Linked DNA regions of Mus musculus: all the other regions are linked to region 4. A link is a contact called in public Hi-C, HiChIP or PLAC-seq and promoter capture Hi-C data. All regions are on one chromosome and are shown on one strand. Each heading gives the region's core, a stretch centred on a gene start, on an enhancer-like site or on the middle of the called end of the contact. The rest is flanking DNA. Distances are from core to core; before and after follow the strand shown. Region 1 has its middle 11 kb from the start of Gm43464. Region 2 holds the start of Man1a2 (mannosidase, alpha, class 1A, member 2). Region 3 overlaps 4930406D18Rik (RIKEN cDNA 4930406D18 gene). Region 4 holds the start of Cd2 (CD2 antigen).

Region 1 (2,700 bases), core at 200-2,699, 580 kb after region 4:
TAATGGTCGTTTGTCTGCTTTCCCAAGCCCACCTTTCCACCTCAGAGGAGAGACAAGAAGGCTGCCAGTCCATAGGAGAATGTGCACCGCAGTGGAGCAAGGGCGACTACCAAGGCGAACACATCCTCTAGCCCTGACACCGGTGCCTCTTAGTATGTTCTGGCCCTTTTCCTGTAAGCTTGTTCTGTTATTTAGTAGCCTCTTGGATCTGCTGTTTCTCTCAGTGAGGAAACTTGCTGGCACCTGCATGCCTAAATGAGCGGAGACGGGCGTGCCCTCCCACCCGTGCTGAGAGTCTGAGACCTGCAAGCCTGACGTCACGTGACCCAGCAGGCCCTCTCCCTCTCCTCCGGATTCCTCTGGTTTATAGCTTAACTAGGGACCAAGCCGGGAGTGGTGGCGCACGCCTTTTATCCCAGCACTTGGGAGGCAGAGGCAGGCGAATTTCTGAATTCGAGGCCAGCCAGGTCTACAGAGTGAGTCCCAGGACAGCCAGAAACCCTGTCTCGAAAAAAACCAAAAAATAAAACAAACAAACAACCCAAAAAACAAACAACAAATAAACAAACCAAAAAAACTAGTGACGGGGAATCTTAGCCTCCCAAGCCAGACTCAAAACATCAGAGAGATGAGTCCAAGCTAGTCAGATAGTCTGACTTCCTACTAAGTCTAGTCCCTCCATTGTTTCAATGGCAATCCCAAGTCTTCTCGTTTCTGAAGTGGAAACAACCAGGTTGTAAGAAGCATAGGTGAGAGCCAAAGTTAACTGCTAGGTATATATACTTAATTCTAAACAAATACAAACGATTATCAGTGAAGGCAAACAAACGTGAAATTTTCAAATGTGACCGGTGACTCCGGTATCTTTGAATCAGTTTCTTGAATGAGTAATTGGTGCGCAGGTTTAGCTTAGCTTTAAAATACATCTTTTACTTCAATTTAGTTCTACAATTGTTGGTTTTGTGCAGAGTTAAACTCTGTACAGAGGAGCAGGCATGAAGGCAAGCTCCCAGCTGAGCGTTTTTGCTATATACTTCTCCTGGCCTCTACAAGTTGTCTAATGAATATTTATGACTCAGTACTAATACATGTCAGACTCTGAGAGCTGCAGCACAGTATCCTCTGCCCTTTCATCCCGTCTCTCCTGTGTTCTGGGGTCTTGATACTGACAATTATGACTGTAACATCTATTTTTATTAAATGAGAAAGGGACAAAATTAGGGAAATGAAAGGCTTGGGTGCGCTTGGCTCGACTGCTTTTTAAAACGCCTATTAACTATTAACGTTAACTTTGTTCTGGGCATTCTGCCAGCTGCTTTTCTCATTGCTCTATCTTTTAGTCATTTCAAGAACATAAAAGGAAGTTATTTCGGCTGAGGATCTGAGAAGTTATTCGGTCTGTTCTAAGCTAAACAGCTTGAAGTGGTAGAGTCCTCAGCTATCAATAGCTGGGCTGTCTATTTTCATGTCCCAAATATTGTTGGAGGGCCCGCTATGTGTCATTCACTTTGCTAGGCTCTAAGGGCACAGTGAAGGAAACAGCCCTCCTGGTTCTCGTAAGGCTGCCAGTTTAGCAAGGAAGGCTGAAGGTAGATAGGCTGTGGCAATTGAGCATCACCACATAGAGCGTGTGGGGAGGTAGGTCTTGCAGGCAGGAAGGGCTTGCAGAGGCTCAGGGGTAGGAAAGATCGAGGGGCCTCTGGAGATCTGCAAGGAATTTGCTGCCCATTAGAGCATTCTAATCAAGGCACCAGCGGCAGAGTACCTCGTGAGCTCTCAGGAGGGGCCATTTCCTCTCTCTGGGTAAGTTAGACCTAGCATGAGTTTACTTGAAGTATTGTGCTGCTAAGGCTCTCCCATGTTTCACAGAGTAGTAATAAGGGGCTCCGGGATGACTGTGTTCATTTCTATAATTAGAGGTTTTCTAAAAGAGATGGAATGTAAAGACTCTTCACCGTTGTTCCTTTTTCTTGGCCCCCATCATGAGTGGAAGGGCAGCTTTGACTGGGTTAGAGAGCATTTAGAGTAACATGTAGAGTTTGTGTGTGTGTGTGTGTGTGTGTGTGTGTGTGTGTGTGTGTGTGTGTGTGTTTATGATGCAGAGTAAGATTTAGGTGTGTGTTGTTGACACAAATCTCTCCTAATAATATCAGTATATTGATACTTGTCCCAGGCTGTGTCTTTGAGCTATATAGGTTTTAACTGTTCATTGGTCCTTATAACCCTAGGAAGTAGGATCAACTATGTCTAGTGATTCCCAGGAGGAAACTGAGGCACAGATATATTAAGATATTAAGATTGTGTTCATACAAAAAGTTGGCAGCAGAGCTCAACTTTTTTGTTTGTTTGTTTTTGTTTTTGTTTCTGAGACAGGGTTTCTCTGTATAGCCCTGGCTGTCCTGGAACTCACTTTGTAGACCAGGCTGGCCTCGAACTCAGAAGTCTGCCTGCCTCTGCCTCCCAAGTGCTGGGATTAAAGGCGTGTGCCACCACTCCCGGCTAGAGCTTAATATTTAAAGCTGGGACTGTGTGGCCTCAAGTGGTTACTCTTGACAGTTGGTAGTGTGGTATAAGACGTTCATGAAACCATTACTGCCAATTATTAAATGTAAGTCTTGGTTCTTTGTATTGTTGTTCATTTATGGACAGTCTCATGGGTAATTCCTCCATCCCAGATGTTAGAGCTTATGACTGTCAGTG
Region 2 (2,700 bases), core at 37-2,536, 600 kb after region 4:
AGGCTGACTTCCCACCCCTGCCATTTATGGGCCTCCTCTCCAATTGCCAGCTACCAGTTAGGATGTGTGCAAGGAACAGAAGGTAAATTTAAGAAAAAAAAAAAAAGCTAAATGCAAACTAGATGCAAGAATACATATGCATTGCTAAGAAGCCTATATTATACTTTATCACAACCTGGTTCTTCTCAATATTACAGATAACAGAATTGACTCAGATTGTTTCAAGCCTCAACTTCAACAATATTGTCCTTTTGGGTTTTAACACCTGCTCATTCATTCATCTTTGTTATCTTTGCGGGGGGAATGGTAGTGGTGGTGGTGAAGATGACTATAGAGTGTATATATAGTCTTGGGACTGAACCACCAGGAATCTCCTGTCTGACCTAGGTCGTCCGATTCCTCAGAAAGGAACCCAGTAGAAAGCGCAGGGCTGCCATTTTAACACGAATCCGGCACGTGGCCGGTGCCACCTCCTTCTTCAACCAGCCTCGCGTGCCCAAGAACGCGTGGAAGTTTGAGACCTTGATGTTGAACCCCGGCCCCGAGTCACTGATAACTGAGGGAGGCATCAGCCTTGGCCCCCGTAACCCGTCAGTCCCAGGAACCCCACATTCCAGCGCCACTTTCGCGATCCAAGCGCCTGGTCCTCCTCGTCCGGCCGCCGGGGCTTCCGGGGGCTCCGGGCTCTCGGCAGCGGCCAGGCCCGAGCGGCCCGGCGGGCGGGGGAGGGGCGCGGCGGCCGGGAGCGTGCGCGCGCACCTCACACTCCGCCGCCCGGGGACGCCCACTCGCGAGTCGGGGCGGCTAGCCGGGCCCGCGCCCCCCACGGCCGAGCCGCTCGGCCCAACCGGTGTCGGCCGCGCAGCCGCTCTGTTCTCCTCCGGCCTCCACAGGCCAGGGACCAGCCCAGGGCCGCGGACCCGCGCCGCAGTCAGCGCGAGCGTGCGAGCCACCCGAGGCCGGGCCCTGCCGGAGCCGCCCTGCGGCCGCGGGAGGCGCGGCTGCTCGCTCGCGCGCGACCGGCCGCCCTCCCTCCCGCCCGCCTCTCCCAGGCGGTGCGAGGAATGAGCCGGCGCCGGCCCCGGGCTGTCGGTCTGAGGGCCGCGGCCCGGCTACCTCGCACGCCGCCACCGAGGCGCAGGGGCTCGGCCGCCGCGGCTGGGCTCGGCCGAGAAGCGGGCGGCGGGGCTAGCTGAGGAGGAGGAGGAGGAGGAGGAGGAGGAGGAAGAGAAGAAGGAGGAGGAGCCGGGTGGGGGCGGCCGCTCGGCTGAGGAGGAAGTTCCGCTCCTGACAGAGCGCGCGGCGGCGCGGGCGCTGTAGTGTTCGGGACGCCGTCGCCCTCGCGGCCTCGGCTGAGGGTCGTCGCTGCTACGCCCGGCGCCGCTGCTTGGAAGCCGCGGAGGCTGCGGAGCGGTGGAGCGGAGGAGGCTCCGGAGGGGACCGAGTGGAACCGACCTACTGCAACTCGTCGTCTTCGCCGGGCGCCTCCCGGGGCGGGCAGCCGCCTCTGAGCATCGCGCCGGGGCGCGGGCATGGCAGAACCCACCTTGCAGCTTCTCTGCGGTGTGGCTCGCCCGATCCACTCTCGGGAATGAAGAGGAGACTCGCGATCATCCGGTGAGGCACCGAGAGCCAAATGGCGAGAAGATCTGACGGGACAGAAACCAACGATCGCTTGGGAGGTCACCCGGGCTTCTGGATGTAATCGGAGAGCGTGAAAGAGGTGGCCTCGTAAATAATAATAATAATAAAAAAGCACAACAATCCTTTGAGAGGAGGGAAATTGAGTTTATTCTTTTTTTTTTTTTGGCCGAGGTTTTGAGAAACGGTTCGATGTGTTGTACGTTTGATATAAGATGAGAACTTTATAAAGTATTCCGTCCAAGAGCCTAAACGATGACTACCCCAGCGCTGCTGCCCCTCTCTGGTCGTAGGATACCACCTTTGAACCTGGGGCCGCCCTCCTTCCCACATCACAGGGCTACCTTGAGACTCTCCGAGAAGTTTATCCTTCTCCTCATCCTTAGTGCCTTCATCACCCTGTGTTTTGGGGCATTCTTCTTCCTTCCAGACTCTTCAAAACACAAACGCTTTGATCTGGGCTTAGAAGATGTGTTAATTCCTCACGTAGATGCCGGCAAAGGAGCTAAAAACCCCGGCGTCTTCCTGATCCATGGACCCGACGAACACAGACACAGGTTCGTTTGTTACTTAAATTATGGTACTTCCTTTTGGGAGAGCAAGGTACAGTTCACTGCTTTCTTGTCTCTCCCCCCTCCCCCTCCTGCCCCTGTGAATGATCAGGGTGTTGAACGTTGTTGGTTCAGAGCTGCCTGGGTAGAACCATACATAGACTGGAAGGACTCCTAGGGTTCCTTGGTTTTTCCCGGCAGAACGAAGTGTTCAGTCAGACTCTTCTGCTGTGGACAGCAGGGAGCGGAGATACAGGGAGTCAGCATGCGCGTATTGAGAACGTGTTTCTGCCTTTCTGCCACCATGTGAAGTCACTGAATCTTGACAGCTTGCTAGACTTTGCTCAGCCACCAAGTCCCAATCTCTGGCTTGTGCTCTGATTTTTTTTTTTTTTTTTAAATGTTAAAAGGTGGGGTGTGTATATCCCTAACCATAATTTGGCCAGTTATTCTGAATTGAGCCCTTGGCAGGGTATAATCAAGATGAAATGAAATGGAAGCTCTGCTT
Region 3 (2,700 bases), core at 151-2,650, 850 kb after region 4:
GTTCTAGCCTGTTGAGATATGTTTATATGGATCTGTTGATACACATTCATGTTTGTGTGGATAGGACCACAGCACACATGCTTATATTCAATGTCTATGTGTGGGTACACACACACACAAACACATACACTTTCACACCTTTGATTCTGGTCTCTGACCATCTGCCATGGTTTGCATGTAAAAATTTACATATACCAAGAACACAGGACTTGAAAAGAAATGTGTTAGTTAGTTTCTACTTAGTAACACATTTCTCTCTCTGGAAGAGAAGATTCGTGACATGAATATACTCAGTTACAAATTCTAGAAGCTTTCCAGGGGTGGGTGAGGAGGCTGTCTTCAGAGTCAAAACGATCCACGTCACTGGAGATGGGTGGCAAGCTGTAGAGCCTCGAAAGGGGATTTAATTATTGGAGTCTCAGTTTTCTGATTATATTGGGAGATAAGAGCTGAAGACATAGGTCTATGGGAGAACACTTGTATGAGGCCCCGTGTCTCCTTCCCAGCACTGCAAACAAACAAACAAACCAACAAACAAGCAAAAACCAATTAACCAACTAAACAGTCACAACAAAAAATGCACAGTGGAAATGAAGATTTCTTCCCGTGTCACAGGGATTGGTTAGTATTGAGATGCCACACGTGAGGCCAGTGCTTGTCACTTGGCACAGGGAGACTTAGGAATGCTAGCCTCATTCCCTCTGTGACCCACCATAAATTAGGAAGGCATAACTAGCTCTCAGCTGGGCTTCTGTCCTCGGAGCATTCCATGCGAAGGAGCAGTGATGAGTCCCAGCCAGCAGCAGGTTCCTGGAGAAAGGATATAAATCTCAATTGGACTTAACTCCTAGTATATACAGTCTGGTCTTGGGTAGTTCTAGTGACAAGGGTAGAGGGAGAGTTGACTTGTACAGGTAAGAATCCCTTTCCTGTCAGACACGCCAAGAACTTGGAAAGAACTTTCTGGAAGGAGTGGACACACATTACCCAGGGATGTGTGGCAAGTGTAGGAGGATGTCTTCTGGGACATAAATGAGCTGCAGAACCAGCATTGGACAAGTCTATCCAATGAGATCCTCCATTGGCTGCTCCGGGTTGCTGTGAGCCACTCTTTCAAGCAGACATACAGGCATGGGATGTTCTTTCATTCTCTGTGGATATTAATGGGCTGATAGTACATGGACCTCACCACATTGTTTCTATGCAACAGTTGAACAGATTTGGTGAAGCTTAACTTAGCAATCCAGTGCTTACGTATCAATTGCTCACATGAGTGGGTATCAAGTGCCAGGTCCCTGGGGACGTGTGTGGCTCCCTGGTTTCTATCTGATGGCTTACTGGAAACCTCCCCATTCTATGTGAGAGCAGAAAGAGGAAGTGACACCTTGGTTTTATCTCAGAGACTACAGTGGGAGATGAATATGTGTAATTAGTCATCTCAAAGCTCGTTTCAGCCCAGGGCTGTCACAGGGTGGCCGCGTGACGGAGGAGAATTATGAGGCTTGGTTCTAATCTTGGTGTGAGATTTTGGGAAATCACCTATTTCCCTCCCAATCCTAGTTCCTGCTCTCACAGGCGATCAGAGGGGCAGACAGGAAGCTACTTCTGTCTAGCTCTGACATTTTGTGACTCTAGCATGACCACAAACCCCAGAGAGCCATGGCATCTTCTTCTAGACCCTCTCATGTCCTGTACTGCCATCAGAAGATCCTCTGGACAGGCTCCCAGGTCTCTTCCTAGGTCCACCATTTCTTTTTTCTTTCTTTCTTTCTTTTTTTTTAATATTTTTTGTTACGTATTTTCCTCAATTACATTTCCAATGCTATCCCAAAAGTCCCCTATACCCTCTCCCCACTTCCCTACCCACCCATTCCCATTTTTTTGGCCCTGGCGTTCCCCTGTACTGGGGCATATACAGTTTGCAAGTCCAATGGGCCTCTCTTTCCAGTGATGGCCGACTAGGCCATCTTTTGATACATATGCAGCTAGAGTCAAGAGCTCCGGGGTACTGGTTAGTTCATAATGTTGTTCCACCTATAGGGTTGCAGATCCCTTTAGCTCCTTGGGTACTTTCTCTAGCTCCTCCATTGGGAGCCCTGTGATCCATCCAATAGCTGACTGTGAGCATCCACTTCTGTGTTTGCTAGGCCCTGGCATAGTCTCACAAGAGACAGCTACATCTGGATCCTTTCGATAAAATCTTGCTAGTGTATGCAATGGTGTCAGCGTTTGGAAGCTGATTATGGGGTGGATCCCTGGATATGGCAGTCTCTACATGGTACATCCTTTCGTCTCAGCTCCAAACTTTGTCTCTGTAACTCCTTCCATGGGTGTTTTGTTCCCAATTCTAAGGAGGGGCATAGTGTCCACACTCCAGTCTTCATTCTTCTTGAGTTTCATGTGTTTAGCAAATTGTATCTTATATCTTGGGTATCCTAGGTTTTGGGCTAATATCCACTTATCAGTGAGTACATATTGTGTGAGTTCCTTTGTGAATGTGTTACCTCACTCAGGATGATGCCCTCCAGGTCCATCCATTTGGCTAGGAATTTCATAAATTCATTCTTTTTAATAGCTGAGTAGTACTCCATTGTGTAAATGTACCACATTTTCTGTATCCATTCCTCTGTTGAGGGAGGTCCACCATTTCTGTGGCCCCTGGACCTCTGGACACAGAATCTGTCCTTCTATAACACAGCT
Region 4 (2,700 bases), core at 184-2,683:
AAAACTATGTATACCTTTGACTGTGGATGTAGCTCAGTGGTTGAGTGCCTGCCTAGCATGTTCAAGTTTCCATCCTCAACACCCCAAAGGGAAGACAAGAAATGATGCTGACATCTTAGATAGTAACAGTTTGCACACATTGCAAATATCTTGGCTTGACTTCTCACACATTTAATAGCTCTTTGTACATGCATAGATTCTAGATTTTTATGTGGCCTCTAACGTCCATCTTTACTATTTCTGAATTGTGCAATACATATAGGAAGATTTTCCATACTCAAGAATAGGAATTCTTTTATGTTTCCTGTTAAGTCTTATTTCACTTGGATTTTTCCCCCCTTGGAATTAATATTTTAACTCAACTGAAATGCACTGTTGTGGCTGTTGTTAAGCATCTGAAATGGAAAAACCGTGATTTTGAAGACCTTTTCTCACTGAATTCTAAAGAATCAAAAGACTATATGTTCACTGTATCTCTTGCTCACGTGACCTCTCTGTTGTCTTTTTAGGGACATTAGTCCTTGTATCCCTGTTCACTATTTTTTTATAGTCTTAGGACAAGAGAGATATCTTGGTACTTAAGAGCTCAGGCTGCTCTTCCGGAAGACCCAGGTTTTATTCCCAGCACCCACGAGGCAGCTCACAACCATCTGTAACTTAAATTCCAGGAGATCGATGGACTCCTCTGGCCTCTTCAGGCATGGCGTTCATGGGTGTTGCAGTCACTTTTCAATGGCTGTGACAAACCATCATGACCAAGGCAACTTAGAGAAGGAAGAATCTACTGTGCTCTTACAGGTCCATGGCCAGCATGGCCGGGAGTATGGCAGCAGGCATGAAGCATAGCGCTGGAGCAGTAGCTGGGGGGGTTTTACATTCCTATCCACAGCAGGAGACAGACAGATAGACAGAGTGGGGAAGGGGAGAGGGAAGAGAGAGAGAGAGAGAGAGAGAGAGCTAACAGGACCACAAGGGCTTTAAAGATTTCTAAGCCTACCCTCAGTGACGCACCTCCAACAAGGCCACGCCTCCCAATCCTTCCCAAATATACATATCTGAATTCTATTCCTATGACCTTTTGCCGGTGAGTCTACTTGGTCCTGTTGAAGGCAGCACAGCTGAGTGGCCAGCTATGTTTAAGCCCTTGTTTACAAAAGGGTAGCTATGGCAACTGACCTCCCAGTTCCTCTTCTTCCTCTGGTGGGGTGCTAAAACCCAACACCCTAAGCTGTTTTTGTAAAGATTAAAATGTGACACAGACACCTATTTCGGTTAAGGAGGGCAGCAAATGCATGAGTCGTTTTGATAGGGTCTCTGTCTCTCTCTCTCTCCTTCCCCATCTCTACCTCTCCCTCTCCCCCTCCCCCTCCCCTACTGTGAACAGCAGGCATGAAAGACACGTGGTTCAGGTTGCTGGGTGTGGCTTCTGCCAGCCTCACCACAGTCCTGACAGAAAGAACTCAGAGTCACCCCTGGGAAAAGAACTCTAAAGATGAAATGTAAATTCCTGGGTAGCTTCTTTCTGCTCTTCAGCCTTTCCGGCAAAGGTAAGCATTCGCGTGGAGCTCTTCCGGAGACCTTGGAGTGGACATTAGAGGCGAAGAGGGAGATCCTCCGTAGTCCCGAGACCTCAGAAACCATCTTACTTTTTTACAGGGGCGGACTGCAGAGACAATGAGACCATCTGGGGTGTCTTGGGTCATGGCATCACCCTGAACATCCCCAACTTTCAAATGACTGATGATATTGATGAGGTGCGATGGGTAAGGAGGGGCACCCTGGTCGCAGAGTTTAAAAGGAAGAAGCCACCTTTTTTGATATCAGAAACGTATGAGGTCTTAGCAAACGGATCCCTGAAGATAAAGAAGCCGATGATGAGAAACGACAGTGGCACCTATAATGTAATGGTGTATGGCACAAATGGGATGACTAGGCTGGAGAAGGACCTGGACGTGAGGATTCTGGGTAAGTCTCCATTCCCTAAAGGTTTTCATTTTAGGACGGCTGCTATGTAGAAAGTTGGGGAGCAGCCTTTCTGTAGCATCCCCATCCAATGTTACCTGTGTGGCCCACAATGAAGACTCCAGTGGGTGAGGGTGGCTCTAAAGCCTGTCTGCCTTTCATTCTCTCTTTGGGTGGCTGTGGGGTTGTACAAAGACTCCCAGGTGACAGACAGGCATTAATCAGAAAGAAGACAGGTTAGCAGAGAAAAGACATGGACATCCTTGGTGGCCGATGAAGCTGTAGCTAGACAGGATGTCAGAGGGTGCCTAGGAGCAGTGAGCCTCTTGTCTGGAGAGCTATGTTTAAGCCAGGGTATGATGAGAGGGCATGATACTGAAGAGCAACAGGAGAAGACCAACCAGGAGTCCTCTCCTGTCATCCAAGCGAAGCCAAGCAGGTGGTCTTAGTCTTGGTGAGAACCAGCAAGTGAGCTGTAAGAAGTGACTCATGCCCAGGCTCCTGGCAGCATGGAGTATGTGTGCCAGTGGGATCTATAGCGTTCCAAGAGCTTCTAGTGAGAAGAGTTGTCATTGATAGTCATTGGCCTGGAGTAAAGGGTGCCAGGGAGATGAGGAAGGGTGCAAACATGCCGGGTGTGGGGGTGAGGAGGAAGTGAAGAAGCTTGGGTGGGTGAGAAAGAAGAAAACGAAGCCTGGGATGCTGTCGAAGCTGAAAGTCCAGGGACAAACTGGCAGC

What was found. Promoter capture Hi-C pulls out the DNA fragments that hold promoters and counts their contacts. A called contact is a pair of places that touch in the nucleus more often than the background predicts. HiChIP or PLAC-seq counts read pairs in DNA pulled down with a chosen protein or histone mark.
Region 1: a contact with region 4 is called in a promoter capture Hi-C map of pre-B cells. The contact joins the enhancer-like site here to the promoter of Cd2 in region 4. A contact is called at or near these places in 2 of 39 promoter capture datasets (the C10 cell line and pre-B cells), 3 of 484 Hi-C or Micro-C datasets (CD8 T cells, large pre-B cells and regulatory T cells) and 1 of 115 datasets of contacts at active chromatin or transcription factors (large pre-B cells).
Region 2: an H3K4me3 HiChIP or PLAC-seq map of pro-B cells shows a contact between it and region 4, with 3 times the contacts expected there. The contact joins the promoter of Man1a2 here to the promoter of Cd2 in region 4. A contact is called at or near these places in 3 of 39 promoter capture datasets (the C10 cell line and pre-B cells), 6 of 484 Hi-C or Micro-C datasets (CD4 T cells, CD8 T cells, Th1 cells and 2 more) and 3 of 115 datasets of contacts at active chromatin or transcription factors (effector CD8 T cells, large pre-B cells and pro-B cells).
Region 3: a Hi-C map of centrocytes shows a contact between it and region 4, with 3 times the contacts expected there. The contact joins the enhancer-like site here to the promoter of Cd2 in region 4. A contact is called at or near these places in 2 of 39 promoter capture datasets (the C10 cell line and pre-B cells), 1 of 484 Hi-C or Micro-C datasets (centrocytes) and 1 of 9 other capture datasets (liver).

What each region holds. Positions count from the first base shown.
Region 1 is chr3:100,702,035-100,704,734 of GRCm38.p6, reverse strand. No RefSeq gene overlaps it. Among named protein-coding and RNA genes, the nearest start is that of Gm43464, 11 kb to the right of the region's middle. Within about 2 kb of position 1,449, at least 62 of the 459 cell types and tissues checked have an H3K27ac peak or open chromatin away from gene starts, as enhancers often do. A contact at or near this core is called in pre-B cells and regulatory T cells, where this site is marked.
Region 2 is chr3:100,684,059-100,686,758 of GRCm38.p6, reverse strand. Man1a2 (mannosidase, alpha, class 1A, member 2) reads left to right here and starts at 1,286. Exons shown (of 13, transcript NM_010763.2): 1 at 1,286-2,198. The coding sequence starts at 1,897.
Region 3 is chr3:100,435,646-100,438,345 of GRCm38.p6, reverse strand. 4930406D18Rik (RIKEN cDNA 4930406D18 gene) reads right to left here. Exons shown (of 3, transcript NR_040543.1): 3 at 592-810. Among named protein-coding and RNA genes, the nearest start is that of 4930406D18Rik, 11 kb to the right of the region's middle. Within about 2 kb of position 1,400, at least 81 of the 459 cell types and tissues checked have an H3K27ac peak or open chromatin away from gene starts, as enhancers often do. A contact at or near this core is called in centrocytes, where this site is marked.
Region 4 is chr3:101,286,672-101,289,371 of GRCm38.p6, reverse strand. It overlaps Cd2 (CD2 antigen), which reads left to right and starts at 1,433. Exons shown (of 5, transcript NM_013486.2): 1 at 1,433-1,547; 2 at 1,657-1,965. The coding sequence starts at 1,493.